2 separate regions of the Mus musculus genome follow, and region 2 is linked to region 1. The links are chromatin contacts, called in public promoter capture Hi-C maps. All regions are on one chromosome and are shown on one strand. Each heading gives the region's core, a stretch centred on a gene start, on an enhancer-like site or on the middle of the called end of the contact. The rest is flanking DNA. Distances are from core to core; before and after follow the strand shown.

Region 1 (6,772 bases), core at 3,839-6,338:
TTGATCTTCACATTACAGATAATAAATTCCTTGCTGTCGTGGGCTTGCCCCGTGAGTTCCAATGGGGACCGTTCACTCTGTTAGAAGGCTCATTCATGTCTGAATATGAATATGTATGCTTCCTAGGTTCCAGGGACAAGCTTTCATTTCCTTCTTCACCCTTCTCACTATCACTTTTTGTTTCCTCCATCTCCTCTTTAATGTATTGGATGAAAGAAGAAACCAGGTTGCAGCATAAAACCTTTGCTGGGCATCTCTGAGGATGGTTGCTTTTGATAAGCTTTTAAGATAGAAGAGCTGTATTTTTTTTTTTCTTTTATTGATTCACTTCAAAACTGGGATGTACACCCACTGGAGATGGCATCTTCCCTGCTTTCTTGCTCGCCTAGTTCTTTTCCTAGCTTCACAGTTTGAAAGCTCTAAACCCTCTGTGCTCTGGTGCACACTTTTCATGACACTTTTTCCTGTAAACAGAGATGTTTATCCAACATTAAAAAAAAAAAAGCCAAAGTATCCAAGTTTCAAACTCTTCTTCCTATCAAAGTTTGATACCCAAGTCTTAGACACTTACCAGGAAAGCATGCTGTTGAGGTAACTCAGTCATTGCTTGGAGTGACCTTTCTTGAGAACAATCTCAGAATACTAAAAATGTTTCGGAAACCCAGGGGAACCAACCATTGATCATCTCCTTCATGTTCCTTGGAAGCTATTAAGGGTTATGAAAAAATTAAGTTAAAGGCTAGGTTTGTGCCTCTTATGATATTAATTAACATCCACTTTTTACATTTTTTCTTTTGTTGTAAACAAAGGCACATAAGGGCACATTACACAACTCAAACATAACTAGGAATCATTGCTATCAGCAGAATTTTCCTCTGTCCTTCATAGGCAACCTTTCTTTAATGACAAAGTCAGTTTTGACATTTAAAACATGAATCTGATTCTATATCTCCATCTAGATTCTTTTATTTTGCTTCACCATGACAGCTTGAAGACTTGCTCATGATAAATTGTGAATCTAAGTCAAATCTACTTAGAAACTATAGAACTACATAATGATGTGTAGGAGATTTATGTTCATATAAATTGGGAACCTATGACAAGGATACTACAGAATTATATAATGATATGATATATTACTACCTGATCTAGTCTCAGATGGTTTTGGAAACTATTATTAAAAAGAGTTTGGTAGTACAAATACTAATATATCTGGCTTTGCTCTAGTAGTCTTTTAGAATATCCCTAATCACTTCACAGTTGAGAAAACTAGTTGAGTGAAAAGGAATTTTATGAATTTCCATAGTAAGGCTAGAGTCTATCTTCAGTGAAGTAGAAAGATATTATCAATGGCATGCTTGATTATTGTTCCCAGAGGATAGATGTTGGCAACAAATGCTCAAGTCTCGCAGTTCTGGCTATTTAAGGTCAAAACCAAAGGAGGAATGTGAAGGAAGTATGAAGCTCAGGCTCTTGGACAATCAATGTGGGGTTAGTTACTGAATTTAGTAAGCACGAGACATATTTCTTGTGCCACGTAAAGATACTCCTAAATAGTCACCAAATTAAAGTCTTAATGATGCTATTTGATAGATGCAATCTCATATAAGTGAGGACATTAAAATGAAGAGACTTTATGTAATTTTCCAAATGCTTCATACACGGAAAGTGATATTAACCATGTCTTAGAAGCAATGCTACTGTTAATCAGAAGGTCCGTTTATCTTTCTAAAGATTATCATATTGCATATGATCAAAATACTCTAAAGCCTGAGGGTGGAGGTTCATGAGTTCAAGAGCCAACATGGGTACCTTCATGAAGTGAGCAATTTTGTGGGATATAACTCACTGTTCAACTGCTTATGTAGTATACACCAGGGCACTGTGCTTTGGTTTTATCCATTACTGAAAATAAAAAGTCTAAGGCCTTTATGAACTGATTTTTCTTAAGCACTGTGCAAGTACGTGGCGTATAAGCTTATGATGGCCCTAAACCCTGAGGTCCTAATGCTGCAGACCTTTTGCCCGTTGCATAGACTGAAACAGTCAGTGGGCTCTACTCGTCTGTTTTTAGGTACCAGTCATATAAAGACCATCACACAGGAAAAGGATATATACATTTACTATTGGTGTCATCAATAGGTTTTTGTATTTAGCAGTGTTTCCAATTTCTGAAAATTTAACAGTTAAGGATAAGTAAACAGCAGTAAATGTTGGGATTTTTCATCATTTCTCTGGGGTTTGGATAGGGATTCTTGTGGCTTATCTACCACTAAAAAGCTTATCATCATTTATTCCTCACCTTACATTCTGGAGTAGTCTAGAAGATGAGGTAGGCTCACAGTGCTGTGCATTCTGATTCCCTGGCAAAGCTGGGAGGCAGGATCCTGTAGACACCTTAGTCAGGAACCTGGAGATGTCTTCCACAGAGTAAGTGTGTAAGGTGATCTCTGAGTATTTAACTCTCCTTTCACATTTCGTCTATTGGAAGATGGAAGTGGTCCTCACAACGTTCAGTTAATGTAGCAAGCAGCTCTACATCTGTGGAAAGGGGTTTAATCTGTTGTGTGATGACTTCCAAGACACTGGTTTTCGAAAATGGTGCTTCCCAGACATCACAGTTTTCTAGAGAGTCATAATTCATCTTTGAAGCTATCTTCATGCTTTTTTATTTTGTTTCTCCAGTTGGATTTTATTCTTTGGAATTTTGCCACATTGAAGCATTCCTTCTAGCTATATACAGCTCACAGACTTTTTTTTTTAAATTCTTCTACTGTCTTTATAGACATGTTCCAAGATTGGTAGTTTCTTCTAATACCAAATAGATTCTTCTGTATTTTATAACCATTGAGTGAAACATTAATCTCTTAGGAGATACCACATTGCATAGTCATAAGCAGAAATACTATAAATTCAGCACACTAAATATAAAGAATTTCCACCTCTAGCAGTCAGTATATGGATAATAAAAATGGATAGTAAAACTAATTAAGGGATAAAGATAAGTCCAGAATTGACACTCAAAATCAATTATGAATCAACATTATTTTTCTGATTATTAAATCAGCATAATCATTCTGATTATTTCTTTTTATATCATAATAATTAGCTGGGGAAATATAATGAAATTTTAATGACTTCTTATCTCATCTTTGACGGTGTTCTTTAACTTTTCTACCCCTTTTTTTGTTTTGTTTTGTTTTTTCCTTTTGTTTTTTTCCTTTTGCTTTTCACGACAGAGTTTCTCTGTGTAGCACTGGCAGTTCTGGATGTCCCTTCACAAACCAGACTGGCCTCCACTTCACAGAGATCCACCTGCCTGTGCGTCCCAAGCACCACCACCACCTGGCAACTTTTCTGCAAATTTGGTGCTCTTATTTAAGTTATTTGACTGTTTTTCTGATTTTGCCCTAAAGTTAAAAAATACTGTGAGGAAAAAAAGTCAAAATTACTTTTTTTCTAAATTTGAGGAATCATAAAATGACTCTATAGTCTTTTAATAATAATTAGTCTTTTAAATAATAATTTTAATAATAAACCTTACTTACTGCTCTCCTTGAAAAGAATTGTTGAAGAGAGGATGGGAATCTGGTTCATAGTTTTCTTGTCTTATCACTTCAGAGACTTACCACTTAGTAGGCTCACATCCTCCCTTAAATAAGCGAAGGACCTTCTCAAGTACAGTCTCTAGGACAGATTCAGCAGAGGGATAACAGCAATTCAACAGGCTAGTGTGATAGCTACCAAGATGCCACCTTGACATACACTGTCAGACTTCCAGTCTACCTTCCAGCTGGGCCATCTCACAGGAAGCCTCTAGAACTGAGTATCTACACAAGAACAATTCTTGATGACGGTGCTGCCTCCAGTTAACCTTTCCAGCTAACTTTTCTCCAACCTTTCTTTGCGCTTGGTGTAAAAAAAAAAGACAAACAGTAAATGTCAGGTTAAGATACATTATTACCCAGAAAAACAGCACCATTTCTAAAGTTACTTATACCCTGCTCAGCGGAAGGCCATTTGCACCATCCAATTAGCAAGAAAGTCACCTTAGGTGAAAATGGCTCTCAAAATACACACTGTATATTTCCATCCAAAGTGTGCGTGTGTAATCTGGAAGCTAGCCTTAGCTCTTCATTAGTTCTTATAGGTTTTCCCTTATATGCCACCATGTTCTTCTCTCATATCAAATAGAATCCTTTTCTGCTAGAAGTCCAGTGGTTCATTTATACATATTCTTCTTCTCTTCAAACTCCAGTTACATATATGATCTTCTATTGTTTTCTAGCCTAAAGTAGCTGGAGAGGCAGACTTTCCAACAATCCATCAATATCCGTGTCTTCCGTTTCTTCTTTTGATACTAATTCCTTCTTAGTTTAAGTTATTTTCCATTCTGTTACTGAGGAGGAAGCAGTATATCTTCAGTGTGATACATGCTAACAAAATGGCTAAGAGCACACAAAAATTCTTGCTGGTAGAAAAGATGATGTACGTTTTAACAGTCTTAGATTATTAGAATTGTGAAATGGCTCAGCGGGTACTGGTGCCTGCCTTCAAATCTGCTCTGCTCTATTTGATCCCTGAATCCTACCCAAAAGGCCAAAGAGAATGGAGAGAAACAAATTTGTACTAGTTGCCTTCACCCTGTGCCCTGGTGCTCATGAGCCCGTGCAAATTCTGATAAACACAAACAAATTAACTCCAAGAAAAATAGTTTCGAAACTCTTTAAGGCAAATGGAAAGTGATTTTCTATAGTAGCCACAAGTAACACATGAGGATTCCTTCTGGAAACCACGGAGACTCACTCTGCTGAGTCTCACTCATTGTCCTGGTAAAGTTTGTGGCAATTTTCTTCACAGTTGAAGTGGCTTCTGAGATAGAACCAAATTTGGCATTAGAATTGTAGATGCTCACAAGAACTTGCACACGTAGAACAAACAATGTCTTGCAGCCTATTGCTTGTGGGACGTTTGCCAAGAAAAAACAATTTGCTTTGCTGCAAGAGCCCAGTCAGCCATTACTGTAGAATGTTTTTCCAAGATTACTTATCAGTGATTTTAATAGGGCTCAGAGGTTTGTGTGGTTTGCACAAAATGTTACTTACTTTTAAACTTCAAATTTCTCTCTATGTTACTTTAAGCATCTGAACTCTCTCCTAATGCAATCCAGTTATTAAGATCAACACCTCCCCAAATGAGTAGGTAAGAATGCATAATTAAATACTTAATGATGAAGTGGATTTAACTATTATATTGCTGCTCTAGACAGGTGCCCCTCCCATTCAAAGAGGCTTCTTGGTATATTACACAGGAGTTCAAGTTGTTAGATACTAATTTGGTTTTTTAATTGCACACTCTTGTCATGACAGGATTTCTGCCAGGAATATACGTCTTCAGTGCCTCTTCATTGATTGATAGAATCATTCATTTAACAAGCATTTGCTGGCAGTAGTAATCTATTTAACAGGCATTATTGGGCTACATTGAGTTAGAGAGAGAGAGAGAGAGAGAGAGAGAGAGAGAGAGAGAGAGGTGTAAGGTAGTATAGTGTTCTCAATAAAGTCAAAGCCAAAAACATAACTTATGGAGATGTAAAGACAGAGACATAAAGCAGCTTAATAAATAAAATGACAGAATAATTCACATGGCTTAATATTTCTGCCCTACTCAGTACCGTATGTAAAGACGTTGGTATGAACTTAAAACTTGCCACAATGGAAATATGTGTACAAGTACAGGGAGACAACACAGAAGGTAGAGATCTAGGCAGTTTAACTCAGTTGTAAAATCACAGTGTTATAAAGCCAATATCATAGCTTGATCACAAAATCCAGAAAATCTGCTTAGACTAGTGAAAACTTCCACTGAGTTTGAAGGCTGATCCTATAATTCTTTTTTTTTTCTTTTTTTTTATTAGGTATTTTCCTCATTTACATTTTCAATGCTATCCCAAAGGTCCCCCATACCCACCCCCCCAATCCCCTACCCACCCACTCCCCCTTTTTGGCCCTGGCGTTCCCCTGTACTGGGGCATATAAAGTTTGCAAGTCCAATGGGCCTCTCTTTGCAGTGATGGCCGACTAGGCCATCTTTTGATACATATGCAGCTAAAGACAAGAGCTCCCGGGTACTGGTTAGTTCATATTGTTGTTCCACCTATAGGGTTGCAGTTCCCTATAGCTCCTTGGGTAATTTCTCTAGCTCCTCCATTAGGGGCCCTGTGTCCCATCCAATAGCTGACTGTGATCATCCACTTCTGTGTTTTCTAGGCCCCCGGCATAGTCTCACAAGAGAGAGCTATAACTGGGTCCTTTCAGCGAAATCTTGCTAGTGTATGCAATGGTGTCAGCATTTGGAAGCTGATTATGGGATGGATCCCTGCATATGGCAGTCACTAGATGGTCCATCCTTTCGTCACAGCTCCAAATTTTGTCTCTGTAACTCCTTCTATGGGTGTTTTGTTCCCATTTCTAAGAAAGGGTAAAGTGTCCACACTTTGGTCTTCGTTCTTCTTGAATTTTATGCGTTTGGCAAGTTGTATCTTATATCTTGGGTATCCTAAGTTTCTGGGCTATTATCCACTTATCAGTGATACAATGGTTACGAGTAACATAGGCTGGGATTGTGTGTTTGGTAGGATAAGGATGAACCCCAGAGCTGGAAATAAATTTCCAATCAGTGGGATATGAATAACATTTACTCCCTCTCTATACCAGGAATTCAGGGCATATGGAAATTTCCTGGGAATTAATAAACTTTGATATTTGTCATT
Region 2 (6,069 bases), core at 2,486-4,985, 1.2 Mb before region 1:
TTTTTTTTTTTTTTTGAGACAGGGTTTCTCTGTATAACAGAGCCTTGACTGTGGACTCACTTTGTAGACCAGGCTGTCCTAAACCCGAATATGCAGAGATCCATCTGCCTCTGCCCCGAGTACTGGGATTAAAGGTGTGTGCCACCACACCCAACGACAGGGTTGTTCTTTTACTTCCTGTTTTCCTTTTTTCTCCTTTCCTCCCTTGCCCTTCCTATTAGTCAGGGTTCCCTAACGGAACAATTGATATGATGAAAACACCCACATTATATATCAGCATATCTCACACACACATATGAGAGAGAGAGAGAGAGGGTTATTAGCCTGCTTTATAGGCTGTGGCCATGGTATCTTTCAAAGCTATAGAAAAGACATCCCTCCTTCTACCCTTTGCTTCTTTATAAGCCATTCCTTCAAGTTCTTAGCATCCTTGGAGTACACGGTAATACCAAGCTGAGGAAAGGAGAAGCTGTATACAGCGTAGCCGATTCATGACCCATGGTATGCTTTGTTTTCTGGTTAATCCTTCTTTTAAAGCTGCTCTGGCTTCAGGAGATTGGGAAAGATTCTCCAAGGATCAAAACAACTCAGACCTTCCTGTCACTGTGTCAGGGTTTGTATTCCTGCACACAACATCATGACCAAGAAGCAAGTTGGGGAGGAAAGGGTTTATTCAGCTTACACTTCCATGTTCCTCTTCATCACCATGGAAGTCAAGACTGGAACTCACACAGGGCAGGGTCTTGGAGGCAGGAGCTGATGCACAGGCCATGGAGAGATGTTACTTACTGGCTTGCCTCCCCAGCTTACTCAGCTTGTTTTCTGATAGAACTCAGGACTGACTCCCAGCCCAGGGATGGCAACACCCACAATGGGCTAGGCCCTGCCCACTTGATCACTAATTGAGAAAATGCCTTACAGCTGGATCTCATAGAGGCATTTCCTTAAGGGAGGCTCCTTTCTCTGCAATAACTCTAGCTTGTATCAAGTTGGCATACAAAAATATTGAGTACAGTCACCTACCTCCTAAACTTGCTAACTACTTTAGCTTTAAAAGGGAAGTGTAGACTTGAAATACAAAAATAAATTAAAACATTAGCATTGTAGAACCCCCAGAAAATAAGGTTTTAGTTTGTTTAGCAAGAAGTCATCAGAACATCCAAAGGTTGGGTAATCAGACGCCTCGTCAGAGCTCTTAGAGGAAGGCAGGACTAGCAAAGCCCCAAATATTCTGCTGAGGAAAGAGATCTGCCTGGACAACGGTGATGTCATCTGGTCAGCTTTGTAACTTGGCCAACTCTTTCAGATGCTGTGGCTTCAAGGGCAGCCTAGGCAGCTGTGACACTGCACAGCTGAGATATTTATTGCACAACTGCCATTTCGTCATTTGGGGAGGCCAAAGCAGGAGAGTTCCACATTTGAGCCAACCTGGTCTATAGAAAATCCTGCCAAAAAGAGACCAGGCTGGCCTCGAACTCAGAAATCCGCCTGCCTCTGCCTCTTGAGTGCTAGGAATAAAGGCGTGCATCACCACGCCCGGCTTGAGTTTAAGATTTCTTCATTCATTAATTTAATGAGTACCCTTTTTATGTCACTCTCAACTGCTAAAGGTATGGAAATCAACACATATTTGCTCTTAAGGAAATTACAGCCTAAAGTAGTATGTTTAATAAAAGACTATAGGCGTAACAATGCTAGATGTCTAAGTCTTTAAAATGAACAGTCTCATTTTAAAGACTTTTTGGCCTCCTGCTAAAAACCTGTTACATCTTAGAGTAAAAATGAAATAGTTCCTCTGGATTCACTGTTTTGCCTCTTTTGGTGACAAAACTCATACCCAGGGCCTCAAGCATGCTGGGCCAGTGCTCCCCCAAAGTCCCACCCCAGGCCCTACTGTTTCTTCTATGACACAATACATACATTCTTGAGAAATGGCTACTCACTCACGGCTGTTTCACCTAGCGGATCCTCCTGGTACTTTCAGTTCCCAGCAGCTCTCCAAAAGCCCACTTGTCCCTTCAAGAAGTCTCTGGGGGTCCTCAGCCCTGGAGAGCTCTTCTCCAATCTCTCAGTAGTGTTTTAGAGCTCATCTCAGAGCAGAGAAGGCACCAAGTTTTACAAAGATAGCCAAACAATAGCATCGCTTTTGGGATAACTTTCCCATGTAGGTCTCAGCTCCGAAGCAAGTCAATATAGCACCACACTGTGGCCTGCTCCCAAACTGCTTTCCCTCTTTCATTCTTTCATGGCATAATTTTATAAAAGTAGAACCTAGGCCATGACATTCCTTAAAAACCAAGTTGTAGATCAATTCACAAAATACAACCATTCAGAGATGCCAAACAGGAGAATTCCGCCTTTTCTTAAGTTCAAGTTCTTTACCCTAAAAATACCAAATTATGAAACCTAACACGTGTTCACTTTGGAAACTGGAACCATGAATGCTGTATCTGTGGGGGTTTTTTGTTTTTGTTATTTTGTTTTGTTTTTTGGTTTGTTTTTTTTAAGAATTCCAAGTTTTTGGTTTTGTTTTTCCTAATGGAAGAACATCTCATAGTATGAGTTTAAGTACTTAGTAACTCCATTTTTGCTCTGTCTCAATATAATCTCTAGACACAATTTCCTCCCTAGGTAATGGGGAGATTGAAGGACAGGGTCACCTCAATCTAAGAAAGTCGGAATCTAAAAAGTCCCATCTTCCCTCTGAGAAGGCATCCACATCAAGGAGGGAAAGGTAAGTTTTCTTTAGTTTAGGGTTGAGCCTTCTCTCTTAGCCCTCAATTCCTAATCCCGGGGATGAAGTGGGGAGTCAGGCAGCAAGTCTGATTAGCCTTTCTGAATCTCAGAATCATTTCATTTGTTTTCTTTCTTTCTTTTTTTTTTTTTTTCTTTTCGGTTTTTTCGAGACAGGGTTTCTCTTTATAGCCCTGGCTGTCCTGGAACTCACTTTGTAGACCAGGCTGGCCTCGAACTCAGAAACCCGCCTGCCTCTGCCTCCCAAGTGCTGGGATTAAAGGCGTGCGCCACCACGCCCGACCTCAGAATCACTTCTAAAACGGGGATTTTGACATTACCTTAAAGGACTGTAGTGAGGTAAAGTGGGACGAGTGACACATACCCGTATGAGAAGCGCAGGCAGGAAGATCTCAACAACATAACCGGTTCCTGAGCAGTGTCGGCTATACGAGACTTGGTCAAAAAAAGGCAAAGAAAACGAAGAAAGACTGATAGACAGACAGACAGGTACACAGAAAACCTAAACGCACTCACCCCACCCCCACCACACCCAACTGCAATGCTTGGATACTGGCTATTTACAGAATCACACTTGGCGGCACAGCATCAGGGATGCTGAACCCAATACCGCTTCTCAAGCCAAACTAAAAGCAGCCAATCCGAGGTGTGGATCCGCCGCAAGGGGACAATAGGCTCCGCCTTCGATTTGTTCGAAAGGCATGCTGGGAATTGCAGTGCATGGGGCGGTCCTTCACCGAGGTGGCTGGCCGCTTCCGGTGAGGACAATATACAGCCAGTTTCCATGAGGCCATGAGACAGGCAGAAGTGGAGTGGCCAACAACAACTCCTCTTTCCCGCAGCCGCTGGAGCCATACCTGAAGGCGGCTATGGGAAGACGGAGCCCAAAGCAGAGACGCGAGCATCGCTAAGGGACCTGGGAGAGGCGGGGCTTTTCGCCTCTCGGAGGGCCCCGCCCAGATTACGTCACTTCCGTAAACAAAGGGCGCTTGCCTGGGTTTGTGACCCAGGCAGACGAGCTGGGCTCTTGATGCAGCCCTGGCGGAGGCTTTGAACGCTCTCTTACTTTTCCTAGCCGAGGAAGGGTAACCACAGCCTTTTCTCCCTCCGGTATGTAATGGGGTAAGGGGACCCCGCAACCTGTTCATTCGAGCCCCTCAGCACCTGCTCTGGTCACCGCTGAGTGTAGATGGGTCATCGCAGGGCTGGGTTGCGGAAGGGAAATGAATGAGGCAAAGTCCAGAGGCACCTCTGGTGATTCTGGTTGGCAGCGAGGCCTGACATTCAACCGTGAGCAGTTCGTCCCCTCTGGAAAGGTCCCTCGTGTTTGTCATACAAGAAGGATTTCAGGGTCTTGTGACAGATGTTATCTTTCAGAAAAGAGGACATCGCAAGCTTGGTCCCTCGGGGACCATTGGTTTATTGGCGATGCTTTATGTATTAACTGGTTTTTGCTTTTTCCTCCTCTTTTGTTACCAAATGTGTATTAGCATCCATAGATTTGAAGGTTAGCGTGTTTATATGTATCACCAATTATACAGATCCTCATCTCTTGGAAACCTGCTCCGTCATCTTCAAAGTTTTATTTAATCTGTATTACAGCTAAACAATTCCCGAATGACTCAAGTGGATTCGCTCTTGGTATCTGAGACAAGAGACTGAATGCTGTACCCTTTTCCAAGAAAAACCCACATCAGCTAGCAAAACAAAAATAAATTACCTGTATAATTCCCGACTAATTCTTTTAGGAGTGACAGAAGTCAGTTTCAGTCTTTTAAAATAGTCATGGCAGGACTAAATTCAACACTTTTAGATTTTAAATTTTATTAGATGACTGTGTACAGGTGCACACTGTGCCCCTGGAGGCCAGAAGAGGGCACTGGATACCTTGGGACAGAAGTTACTGTCATAAGCAGCATTGTTGGGCCTGGAAATCAAAAGAGACCTCCGAAAAGAGTAGTCAGTGCTCTTAACTGCAGAGCCATCTCTTAAGCCCCACAGTATTTTTTAAACGACCAGAGATCCTGAGTTCAATTCCCAGAAACCACATGATGGCTCACAATCATCTGTAATGGGATCTGATGCCCTCTTCTGGTGTGTTTAAAGAGAGTAACACTATACTCACATACATAAAGTAAATCTTTTTAAATTCATAGTGCAGTTAACGATTTGAAGGGGGGAACAGGTATGCATTTTCTGACACTTTTTTGTGATAAATTAATAATAGAATTAAGAAAATTCAAATCGAAAGAGCTAGACTTGTGGCACATGCCCATCCTTCCAGGACTCACTCAAGAGCCGAGGGAGAAGGATCATCACAGGTTGGAAACCAGCGTGGCTTACGTAGTAATTTCTCAGCCAGCCAAGGACATAGAGCAGAATTGTTTTTCAAAAAGAAAAGGTGAAGCTGTGCACACTTTTGATGCCTTTAATCCCAGGAGGGATAGAGCTATGCCTTTAATGAGTTCGGGCCAGCTGAGTCTACAGAGCAAATTTCAGGTCAGCCAAAGCTACATAGTGACACCTTGGGGGGAGAGAGAGAGAGATATCTAGGAGTGGTGGTTAATAGCATGTAAATAAAATGTATATTATGTAAGCCTTCAAGGTGCAGCTTAGTCCGCTGGTGCCCTGATTATACATGTATTTGAGTATGGTTTAGAAGGGAGATCTAAAGGCCAGATAAAGGCCCAGTGAGGCTGAGGAGTTACATGGGCGATTTGTTTATACTGGTCACTTATATAATGGTGGCCTCTTGAGGTTAAGGGCTTTGGCTAATTCATTGCTGCTTTCCCAGGACTGACGACAGTGCCTGGCTTGTAGAAGAGAGACAGTAGATACTTAGAAGATGTGTGAATAGAGAAAATGCTTTTTAAAAAATTATTAGACAGGGCTGGAGAGATGACTCAGCGGTTAAGAGCACTAGCTGCTCTTCCAGAGATCCTGAGTTCAATTCCCAGAATTGAACATGGTGGCTCACAATCATCTGCAATGGGATCTGATGCCCTCTTCTGGTATGTTTAAAGAGAGTAACATTATTGTCTTAGTTAGGGTTTCTATTCCTGCACAAACATCATGACCAAGAAGCAAGTTGGGGAGGAAAGGGTTTATTCAGCTTACACTTTCATACTGCTGTTCATCACCAAGGAAGTCAGGATTGGAACTCAAGCAGGTCAGGAAGCAGGAGCTGATGCAGAGGCCAGGGAGGGATGTTCTTTACTGGTTTGCTTCCCCTGGCTTGCTCAGCCTGCTTTCTTATAGAAACCAGAACTACCAGCCCAGAGATGGTCCCACCCACAAGGGGCCTTTCCCCCTTGA

What was found. Promoter capture Hi-C pulls out the DNA fragments that hold promoters and counts their contacts.
Region 2: a contact with region 1 is called in a promoter capture Hi-C map of liver, with 2.8 times the contacts expected there. The contact joins the promoter of Ccdc28a here to the enhancer-like site in region 1. A contact is called at or near these places in 3 of 39 promoter capture datasets (the C10 cell line, liver and pre-B cells) and 2 of 9 other capture datasets (liver and macrophages).

What each region holds. Positions count from the first base shown.
Region 1 is chr10:17,001,862-17,008,633 of GRCm38.p6, reverse strand. The region is part of intron 1 of Gm20125 (predicted gene, 20125); the gene reads left to right. Among named protein-coding and RNA genes, the nearest start is that of Gm20125, 91 kb to the left of the region's middle. Within about 2 kb of position 5,088, at least 7 of the 459 cell types and tissues checked have an H3K27ac peak or open chromatin away from gene starts, as enhancers often do.
Region 2 is chr10:18,232,647-18,238,715 of GRCm38.p6, reverse strand. Ccdc28a (coiled-coil domain containing 28A) reads left to right here and starts at 3,735. Exons shown (of 6, transcript NM_144820.4): 1 at 3,735-3,864.